2 separate regions of the Capsicum annuum genome follow, and region 1 is linked to region 2. Evidence: chromatin contacts called from public Hi-C data. All regions are on one chromosome and are shown on one strand. Each heading gives the region's core, a stretch centred on a gene start, on an enhancer-like site or on the middle of the called end of the contact. The rest is flanking DNA. Distances are from core to core; before and after follow the strand shown.

Region 1 (5,006 bases), core at 1,570-4,069, 780 kb after region 2:
ATGCATAACTTGTCTCCAAACTAAACGGCGCTTAAAAGGTTTTGGGACAAGTAGAATTAACTAAATAGAAAAGATACACTGCAAGTTTAACCCCAAAATAAATTAGAGAGTTGATCAGATGACACAGGATTTTTAGATGCCTAGACTCAATTACTTACGGGATAATGGTATGTTATATAAAGATGTAACACATAAAATTAAAGATTGGATGGTTGAAATGGAATTTTATGAGAATTTTTATGCGACAGGAAATCACCTGACAAAGTGAAAGGTAATTTCTACAGCCCTGCCTTGAGATCCGTATTATGGAGTAAGACAAGTATTATGGGAATGGAGATGTTAAGAGTAGTTCAGGTAGAGGATAAAACATGATAAGGTTGCCTAAGTTGGTTCAATCATGCTTATGGTTTTTTTTCAAATGCACCTGTCGATAGATTTGGCATTGTGATGATCCTAGTATCTAGAACAGGCCGAGGTAAACTTAAATCAAATGGAAGAAGTTGTTTACGGATGTCTAATAAGGCCAACTGGTGGACGTTAACGCTTGGTTTATTGTTATACTACAAGAAATTTTTTGCTTGTTTTTTTTGGTCTTATAGATACTTGTAAGACAGTGTAGCTATAAGGGTGAATTTAAGAGAATTTCTAGTTGTTACAAAAATCATAATTTCCCTTAATGGAAAAGTTTAGTGTTAAAATGATTAAGACAAGAATTGAGCAGGATCGATGGATATGGAGGCTTCATATAGCAAACCTCAATTAGTTTGGAATTGAGGCATATTTGGTGCATCTTTTGTCGTATACATTGACCAGTGAGTATTAAGAGAACCTTGTATCTTCTTGCTGGAAATGTCTTACTTTAGTCCATATACAGAATGCTGGTTCTCTACCGTCTCATTTAATCATGGTGTTCTTCTCTGTTGACTAGGAAGCTGTTTGGATTGGCTTATTTTAAGTGCTTTTAAGCCAAAATAGCTATTGTGCACTTCTATAGTGTTTGGGTAAAATAAAGAAGTGCTTATAAGCCCTTGGTTTTAGCCAAAATAATAAAAATAAACCAAAAGCCATAAGTTAGTATTTCCAACTTATGGTTCATCCAAACGGGTTCTAAACAGATATGTAGTGGTCTAAAACATCTGGTGCATTCTACCTTAAAGAATGAAGAAAAAAGTTATACTTTTCAGTGCTATGAGATATTTAGCCTTTTCAGTGCTATGAGATATTTAGTGTGGTTATGTTTACAATACTGTGCAAGGTGAGTGCTCTCTTTTCCCAACCAAAAATCTCACTCAGTTGCATATTTTTGGAAGCTTAATTATATGCCAGTGCCATAGTTAACAATTAACTTGTCATTAACAACTTTAACATTTCACTACGTCCTTAATAAAACTTAAAATGGATGTAAGAGAATATTCTGGAATTTTTAATTTACCATAGTTAGGGTTGATGAATGTTTCTTATTACAAGTTGTATTGAGGAAGTTACTGAAGAATTAAGGTTTACACTAGGGATTTGTTTCTTATGTTAGAATTATTGTAATTTATTTGGAAGTTGTTAAACCTGAGATATTTGTTCAACCAATAATGCATTGTTTGCAATATATATCCTTCCCATTGTTAAGAATGTGTTATGAGGTACTTTAGAATTTCATCAAATTGGTGATTTGTCTTTTAATTATTTCGTTCCGGCGGTCAAGACTTGGAGTAGTTAGTAAAGTTGCTACCATGTGACCAGGAGTTTACGGATTCAAGCCTTGGAAACAACCTCTTGCAAAAATGCAAGTTAAGGCTGCGTATGCCGTACAATAGACCCTTGTGGTTGCCTGGTCGGGTCTTTACTTGGACCCTGTGCATAGCGGGAGCTTTAGTGCTGACCGTTTTAGCCGTCAAGACTAGTTGTGTCTAGTAAGGCTAGAGAATAGGAAAAAGAAAAAACTACTATGATAAATCTTAAATAATCACAATTGTGACAACCCTTGTACGAACTTTTAAGTTCTCGATTAATTTCGTGCAGTTATTTTTTCCATTTATATAACAATGTTTATGGCAAGTTACAAAATGTTGAGGTATTAATCTTCATCATTGAATCTATTGTGCAGGAGGTACTTCCTAGATTATCTCCTCGTATTGGTGTTGAGGCCATCCACAAGAAGATTGCAGCCGCATTGACTAAATGAACTTTCTCTCTACAGCAAATTTGAAGCGAGTCTTTGCTGATGTCGTTAGAGTGATAATATGGAGAACTGTCTTCTTCTTCCTCTCCCTTTTTCATGGAAAGCTGTGCATCTTGCAATCGTAACACCACCCTTTGAGACTATGGTGGACATAATATAGTTTTACTGTGTAACACGCCATAAGATACTACGAACTATGAAAATACCAATGAGTAAAACTAGATATTTATACATTTTAGCGGTAATGAATTTGTATGGTACTAAATAGAAAGCTTGTCGTTTTAGCTCCATTCTTGGCACGAGGCTGGATTGATCTTATCACTAATAGTCGTGCATCTGCTTGAAATTTTGATTTGAAAGGAAGGTGATGGGCAAAGATTTTTCTTTTAAATTCAGTTTGGCAGAAGACCCATTGTACTGGTTCGGATTCATATTTTGTCCGACAAGTGCAGGGCAATAGTTGAGCTGATTTGGCAGCTATCCAAATCTTACTAAAAAAATCCGGAGCATGAGTCATAAAAGGATGGTGTTTACGAATAATTCCAATAACTTTGGAGCCATTTACTAAAAGTCTTACCCTTTGGTGGTGTTTGAACATACACACGAGTAGAAGTCTGTTGGACACTGTAAATGATTTTGTGAAATGTACAATCTTTGGCAGATATCCTTAGATCCAAGCTTGGGTAAATTTCCCTCGTGATTACCTCAGATTGCTGGTCGGAAGACACAAGACTTTTGCAAGATTTGGTTTAGAGTTCCTGCATGCATTCTGGGGATATAGGACGGGGAAGATGTTTCATGGTGCAACTGAGCCTACACAATATGCTGAAGTCCTCGTGTTCAATAGATTTTTTTCTGTGCAACTTAAAACAATTACATGCCTTTAGCTATATTTGTTCGCACTTAATGAACTCAATCTATTTTGCATTTCTTTTTTCTTTTTTCCGTATTTGGGATGCCATCGCTTGTTGGGTCTTAACCTGATTCTCCAGAGCTATATGACGGAAGTCTTAAAAGCATCCAGATTTCAAGACACCCTTTTTAAAATTATTAATTTCTTTAGTGAACACTTTAAATAGACTGGCGCTTTCTTTCCTACTAAATATCGACGGGTCAGTGCTAGCACGAGTTCAATATGTATTATTTTTGTCTCAAATTATATGATATAAATAAAATTTAGATAATCAATCTTATTTTTAATATATTTTTAGATATTTTAAATTGTTAACTACTGTAATTTATAATACTTTTTATGTAATTTTCAAATGATATATGTTATTCTCTTGTTTAAACTTTTGTGGCATTGATAGTCAATTACATTTTAAAAATAATTTAAGTTTTTAATTATTGTGATTTATAATATTTTTTTATATTCTACTAATTAGAAGTGACATAGTAAAATTATTATAAAAAATGCTTGTGAAAAAAATTTAAGTGGACTCATATAAGATGTCAAGTTAATTTATTTTTTTATGTCGATTTTTTTAATTAAATATTATTAATTTTTTAATAGTTAGATAACTTACGATAAGTAAAATCGCGATTAAAGTAGCTGAAATAGTCATGTTATAAATGTCTATTTTACCTTTTTAATTAAATATTATTAATTTTTTAATACGTAAATAATTTATAATAGTTAGGGTAATATAATAAAATCACTTTTTTACTTTTTAAATTAAATATCATTAATTTTTAATAGATAAATAATTTATAATAATTAATTATAATAAAATCAGTATTAAAACCATTAAAGCAGACACGAATTGCCGCTTCATTGTCACTTATTGTATACACAACTTTTAAAATCTGATTTCTTCCGCAACCCTTACACTAGTGAGGTTGATTTCTTCCACGACCTTTATACTTCTAAGCCATTAAAGATGAGAATTCCATCAATAGATACTTTGGGTCTGATAAAGAATACCATGGATGAAAATCAGGGCAAATTGTGATTCTTTTACCTTTAATGATTTTAGCTCTTTTATTTTTACCATTTATGCTCTTATCATGACAAATGCTGATGAGATATTTTTTATTCTTTTTCGTTTTTGAAATTCTGGTGGGTCTGAGATCACAATCATATAAGCGGGGGAGATGAGGAAGAAAGGGACGAGTCAGAGGAAGGGAGGCCTCTATCGATACACTCCTTTGATGCAGTTTTTGAATCAAATTTTTGCTTGAATATACATATTATTTATAGTTTTGAATTTGGATATATTAATTCGTTGATGTAATATTTAATTACTATAATTTTAAAAACTTTATATTTTATAATTTGCTCACTGTACATTCATATCTCAAGAAAGCAAACAATCTTAATTTTTCAGTGTTTAGATTTAGATACATCTTAATATCCAACGTGCATTCAAATTCAACAAGTTTAATCTTAATAAGAAACAAATGAGACCTTAATAGATATGGTTAGTTCCTTGTTAATTGGGACTAGAACCTTTGAGACTCCCTTATAGCTGTCTCAATTAATACTAATATTTATTTGCTCACCTAAAAGTAGAAGAATGATGGTACATTTAGATTGCACTTGTCCCGTAAACATAGGGCACTACTAGACCTAGTTTCTCTTACAGAAGATAGATATCCAACCTTTTCGTTCACTGTAGATTACAGAGTCTAGTCCATTGCAGAAACAATAAAATGACTACAAGTGAAAGAAGAAATGATCAAGATGGTATGACGGAAGGAAAAACTTTGTGGTTGATCTAATCTGTAAGCTACTGAAGTATGGTGAGAGGGAAGAATTTGTCAAATCTAAATGAGCTTTTTCTTGCGAAAGAAGTACTTCAGATAGAATATTTGCAGCACTGCAGCTACTAAG
Region 2 (4,794 bases), core at 2,215-4,714:
CTTATTCAAGTGGTACTTATAAGATTGTCCATCAAGATGGTGTAAGGGTTGGTCCCATAAAAGGCAAGTTCCTAAAGCAGTACTTTCTATGAAGGTTGCCTACGCTCCGTAAGGCACAAGCTTAAACTGCATGTCACTCCTGGCCCGCATGAGTCTAGACTATGAGCAGCTCTCTAAAAAGAAAAATAACTAAATTTAAAACTATAAATTAACTCATCATCCTGAACTACGTTATAACTTGATCCCCCCGAGGTACGTAGGCAACTTAGAGTATTTTTACTCTAAGTCATATAAGTTAAAAAAAAAAAGTGCATATCATTATTTGAGCATGGCAACAACACTTTGAATTGACTAGATATCACATGAAGATAGACGTTCCTTCACTAAGTTTACCACGGACGTGTAAAGGTGAAGAGACTAGCAAGGCAAAGCACATTTTGACAATATATCTATATAAATCCATATAAGTGTTCACCATCATTTTTACATATGTGGTAGATCTCAAAAACTTCTACGAAATAAAAAAGATGGCTCATGATTCAAAAGCTCTTATGTCAAGCTATAAATTTTCTATCATAGCCATTTAACGTTACAAAATAGGCCATCAGATTTTGAACTAAGCTGACTTTGATGATGTATCTGTATAAATTCGTAAAGGCGTTGAGTGTGGTTTTTATGTATGTTGTAGATCTACGATTTACTTCCCAAAAAAAGGGCACCTGATTCTGATACTCTTAAGTCGAGATAAAGAATTTATCGTGACGTTGCACAATGCTGATACAAGTAGCAAACCAAGATTAGAAGATCAATTTTGGGGCAATATCTGGGTTGATTTAGGTGCAACCTGATTTTGATTCCTACATGAGACATAGCTCTATGAGTGTAGTTTTCAATGCAAGAAACTATGCCTAAATTTTGATACTCTTATGTCGAGATATAGAATTTTATCGTGACACTGTGCAAAGCTAATAAAACTAGCGAACTAAGATTAGAAGATCGGTTTTGGGTAAATATCTGGGATGATTTGGGTTCAATCTGATTGTAATTCCCATGAGATATGTAGCTCTATGAGTCTAGTTTCCAAATCACCAAAAACGACTTCTGATTATGATGTTCCCAAGTCAAGATATGAGAATTTTCGTGAGGCTGCACAAAACAAACAAAAAATGACGAAACAAAACTGATAGTCTGATTTCAGAAGGATACCTGGATAGATCTGGAAAGAAGATGAGTATTTTTTTATACAAGTACGACCACGAAGATGGACGTATGTGAGAATATAATGAACCCAGGGCTTGGAGTGAGCGAGTGAAGAACTTAAAACACACCAAACCGACCCTAATCTCACACCTGAAGTGTAAATAGGAGCCTTGGAACATAAGAAGGCAGCCCCTAAATACACTTGAAGGGAGCCTAGCTCATAAAATGGCATTTTGGACATTTTGTATTTTATTTGTAACCTAGTATAAATAAAACATTGTAGGGCTTTTAGACTTAGATTATTCATGATGTTGTAAGTCTTGAAACACAAAGAAACATAAGTCTTCTCTCCTTAAGGAACCAAAACCAAAATTAGGTATAGAGAGTGTGGAATCACTCTTGTTGATCTCATGGCTTAGAAACGTGATGCTTGGGAGGTAGATTCCGACTTGTGTCTTAGTAAGAGATAGGTGAACGTTGTGTGTAGTATTAAGGGTACAAGAGTGGAATATGCTCTTGGGTTCTTAGGATTATATCTTTATTAAGTCTATCTAACTATCCCTTTACTTTTATTGTAATCTTTTAGTAGTTTGTGTTGTTGTATTTTTGCTGTTTTAGTGTATTTACACCTTCAATATCTTGTTGTTATTGTGTTTTTATTGTTGTTGTAGTGAATCCGAGAGTGGTCACCAAAGGGGTCCTCTGTTCTTCAAACTTGTGGACTGATTTGGTGTTTGTTTCATGTTTCCCTCGTGTTTGTCCTCGGTTCTTCACAAGGGAAACACGAAACAAACACCAAATCATTCCACAAGTTTGAAGAACCGAGGACCCCTTTGGTGACCACTCTCTGATTCACTACAACAATAATAAAAACACAATAACAACAAGATATTGAAGGTAAAAATATACTAAAACAGCAACAATATGGGGAGATAGACAACAATAACAAGATAGGAACAACACACGATTTTACTAACAAGAGATAAAAACGGTTACAAGAACACAAACTACTATAAGATTACAATAAAAGTAAAGGGATAGTTAGATAGACTTAATGAAGGTATAATCTTAAGAACCCAAGAGCATATTCCACTCTTAGACCCGTAACATTACACACAACGTTCACCTATTTCTTACAAAGACATAAGGTCGTAATCCACCTCCTAAGCATCACGTTTCCAAGCCATGAGATCAACAAGAGTGATCCCACACTCTCTATGCCTAATTTTGGTTTTGGTGCCTCAAAGGAAAGAGGACTTGTGTTTCTTTGTGTTTCAAGACTTACAACATTATGAATAATCTAAGTTTAAAAGCCCTACAATGTTTTATTTATACTAGGTTACAAATAAAATACAAAATGCCCTTTTAAGAGCTAGGCTCCCTTCAAGTGTATTTAGGGGCTGCCTTCTTGTGTTCCAAGGCTTCTCTTTACATTCCAAGTGTGAGATTAGGGTCAGTTTGGTGTGTTTTAAGTCCTTCACTCGCACACTCCAAGCCCAGGTTCATTACATTCTCACATGCGTCCATCTTCGTGGTCGTACTTGTATCAGTTTTTGCATGGATCGTATCCTCACGAGTCTATTTTCCAACACTATAAGCCGTTCATGATTTAGAAACCCCCACGATACGTTATGAATTTTCTCCCACAGATGCCCCAAGCTGCCTGAAAACTCAATTGTGAAAGAGATTAAAATTGAGGAGAAGAACGCGAGTTGTATTACGGTCAACGAATAAGATCTTGACACGTGTCCCGTCGTTAGGGTCAAGGGTATATACGACCCAAATTATTAACGACAAGGGTATAGTTGTATCCAAAATATAATAAGGATATATGTATGTACCATTTATTATAGTTCAGGGATATATTTGTACCTTTTTCATATATTTAATGTGAATTCCTTTCTCCTCCACAACGCCCACCGTTAGAACCTTTCTTAGTCTCTTTTATCCTGCATATTGCATAGGATATGCAAGTTTTACAGGAGATAAGCGCTAACTCACTAGAGGAAATTAATATGCTTGATCATCATTTAGACTTTAATAGTAGCTTGGCGTCTTCTTGTAGGGATCTTCTCTTCAGCCTGGGGAACCCTCAGATACAGCATGAGCCAAGATATTTCAACAAAGTAGTAGATAAGCTAGCCAAGAGGGTCAAAAGCTGACGTTAAATAACCTTTTGGTGGTGTGGATAATTTCGTCGGTGTTTATTAGAAAGTTGCTAAATGCATATAACAGTGAAACTTCTTTTTTTGGGTCTGTTGTGCCGAGATTTCAATATGACTGTATAACTAGTAATAGGCCAATATTGACTCCTAATGACCCTAAGGCCACTTCTATTGTATGATGCATAGCAGTAATGAATAAACTCCTCTTTTGTAAAAAAAAAAAAAAAAGGACCATCTTATTTAATAGTCTTTTTTTATGAGAAATAGGTTATTTAACCTATTTTTACTTACAACAATAAATTTAAGTAATAAAGAAATAGACATTACGGAAAATAATGAAATTAGAAAAATTAGTAAAAAAAAGAAAAAGAGAGGCACTTGATATCAGTTAGGAGTTGGTTGAGCAAGTAGGGATGGAGTTGGCAAACAAAGTGGGAGACGCAGTGAGCAAAGCGCTAAACAGCAACAAAGTGTTGAACGTGGTGTTATTGGGTGCATTTGGGCTGCTATGTGCCAGATCAGTGCAGCAACAAAGGAACATGGAAGTTCTCGAGGCAGAAAAGGAATCATTGCTCAATTCTAATAAAGCAATGAAGACAACCATGTGGGATTGGAAAAAACAGCTTTTTGCCGAAGCTGCTTTACCCAACCCCCTTATTCCACCCTCCAAGCTTAAATCCATCTATGGAGAAGTCCAAACTGCCACATCTTTTTCTGGTAATGTCTTTTCTCTTTTGTTTGAATTATAACATTTGCGCACTCTGGTAATTGCACAAATTTGCTGTGTTGAAAATGATTTTGTGGTTTAGTATCTGCTGAAATAAATGTATAGTGGTTGGGTTTAGTCTGTCGTTAGGGTTTTAACCCTCCGACTTTTGCTGTGTTAACGTGCTAGATAAATCAAAAACAACAACAAGAACGACATACCCAGTCTAATCCCATTATGGGGTCTTTGTTAAGTCCTTAGTTTTGATGTTTGACAAATTATATGTTGGGACCTATTTTCTAGAGATTATGTGATGACAAAGCTGTACCACTTAGGGAACAGGTTGGGCTTACTTGTCACTATCACAATCAACTGTCACAGCTGACGCAAAGTACAAAAGTTGGTGAAAAAACTACTGTCGCCTTTTTGTCTCACCCAATGGGATCTCTACTAGGTTTTTTTGTGTCATACCATATATTGCTCATTTTTTTCAACAAGAAAACCATTGCTTCCATATTTTTACAATTAAATATCTCTCTGAAGTTGAAATCAAAGACTCCATTTTACAACAGGGAACTGATAGTTCATCAAGTCACATTTTATTTCCTTGTTGTATTTGAGTCTTTGTAATGTGCTCTTAAATGTTTGCTTACTGTTGCTTATGATTGTTTGTAGGTGTTGTGGTGTAAACTAGTTTTCTTTATAATCGTCTAGAGTTGGGTG

What was found. A called contact is a pair of places that touch in the nucleus more often than the background predicts.
Region 1: a Hi-C map of bud shows a contact between it and region 2, with 4 times the contacts expected there. The contact joins the enhancer-like site here to the promoter of LOC107868064 in region 2. A contact is called at or near these places in 2 of 5 Hi-C or Micro-C datasets (bud and leaf).

Annotation. Positions count from the first base shown.
Region 1 is chr4:60,778,917-60,783,922 of UCD10Xv1.1, forward strand. LOC107868067 reads left to right here. Exons shown (of 3, transcript XM_016714634.2): 3 at 2,099-2,463. The coding sequence ends at 2,176. It overlaps LOC107868068 (transmembrane emp24 domain-containing protein p24delta3), which reads right to left. Exons shown (of 4, transcript XM_016714635.2): 4 at 4,683-5,006. The coding sequence ends at 4,940. Among protein-coding and RNA genes, the nearest start is that of LOC107868067, 10 kb to the left of the region's middle. Within about 2 kb of position 2,820, at least 4 of the 5 cell types and tissues checked have an H3K27ac peak or open chromatin away from gene starts, as enhancers often do. A contact at or near this core is called in bud and leaf, where this site is marked.
Region 2 is chr4:59,997,671-60,002,464 of UCD10Xv1.1, forward strand. It overlaps LOC107868064, which reads left to right and starts at 3,465. Exons shown (of 4, transcript XR_007054944.1): 1 at 3,465-4,082.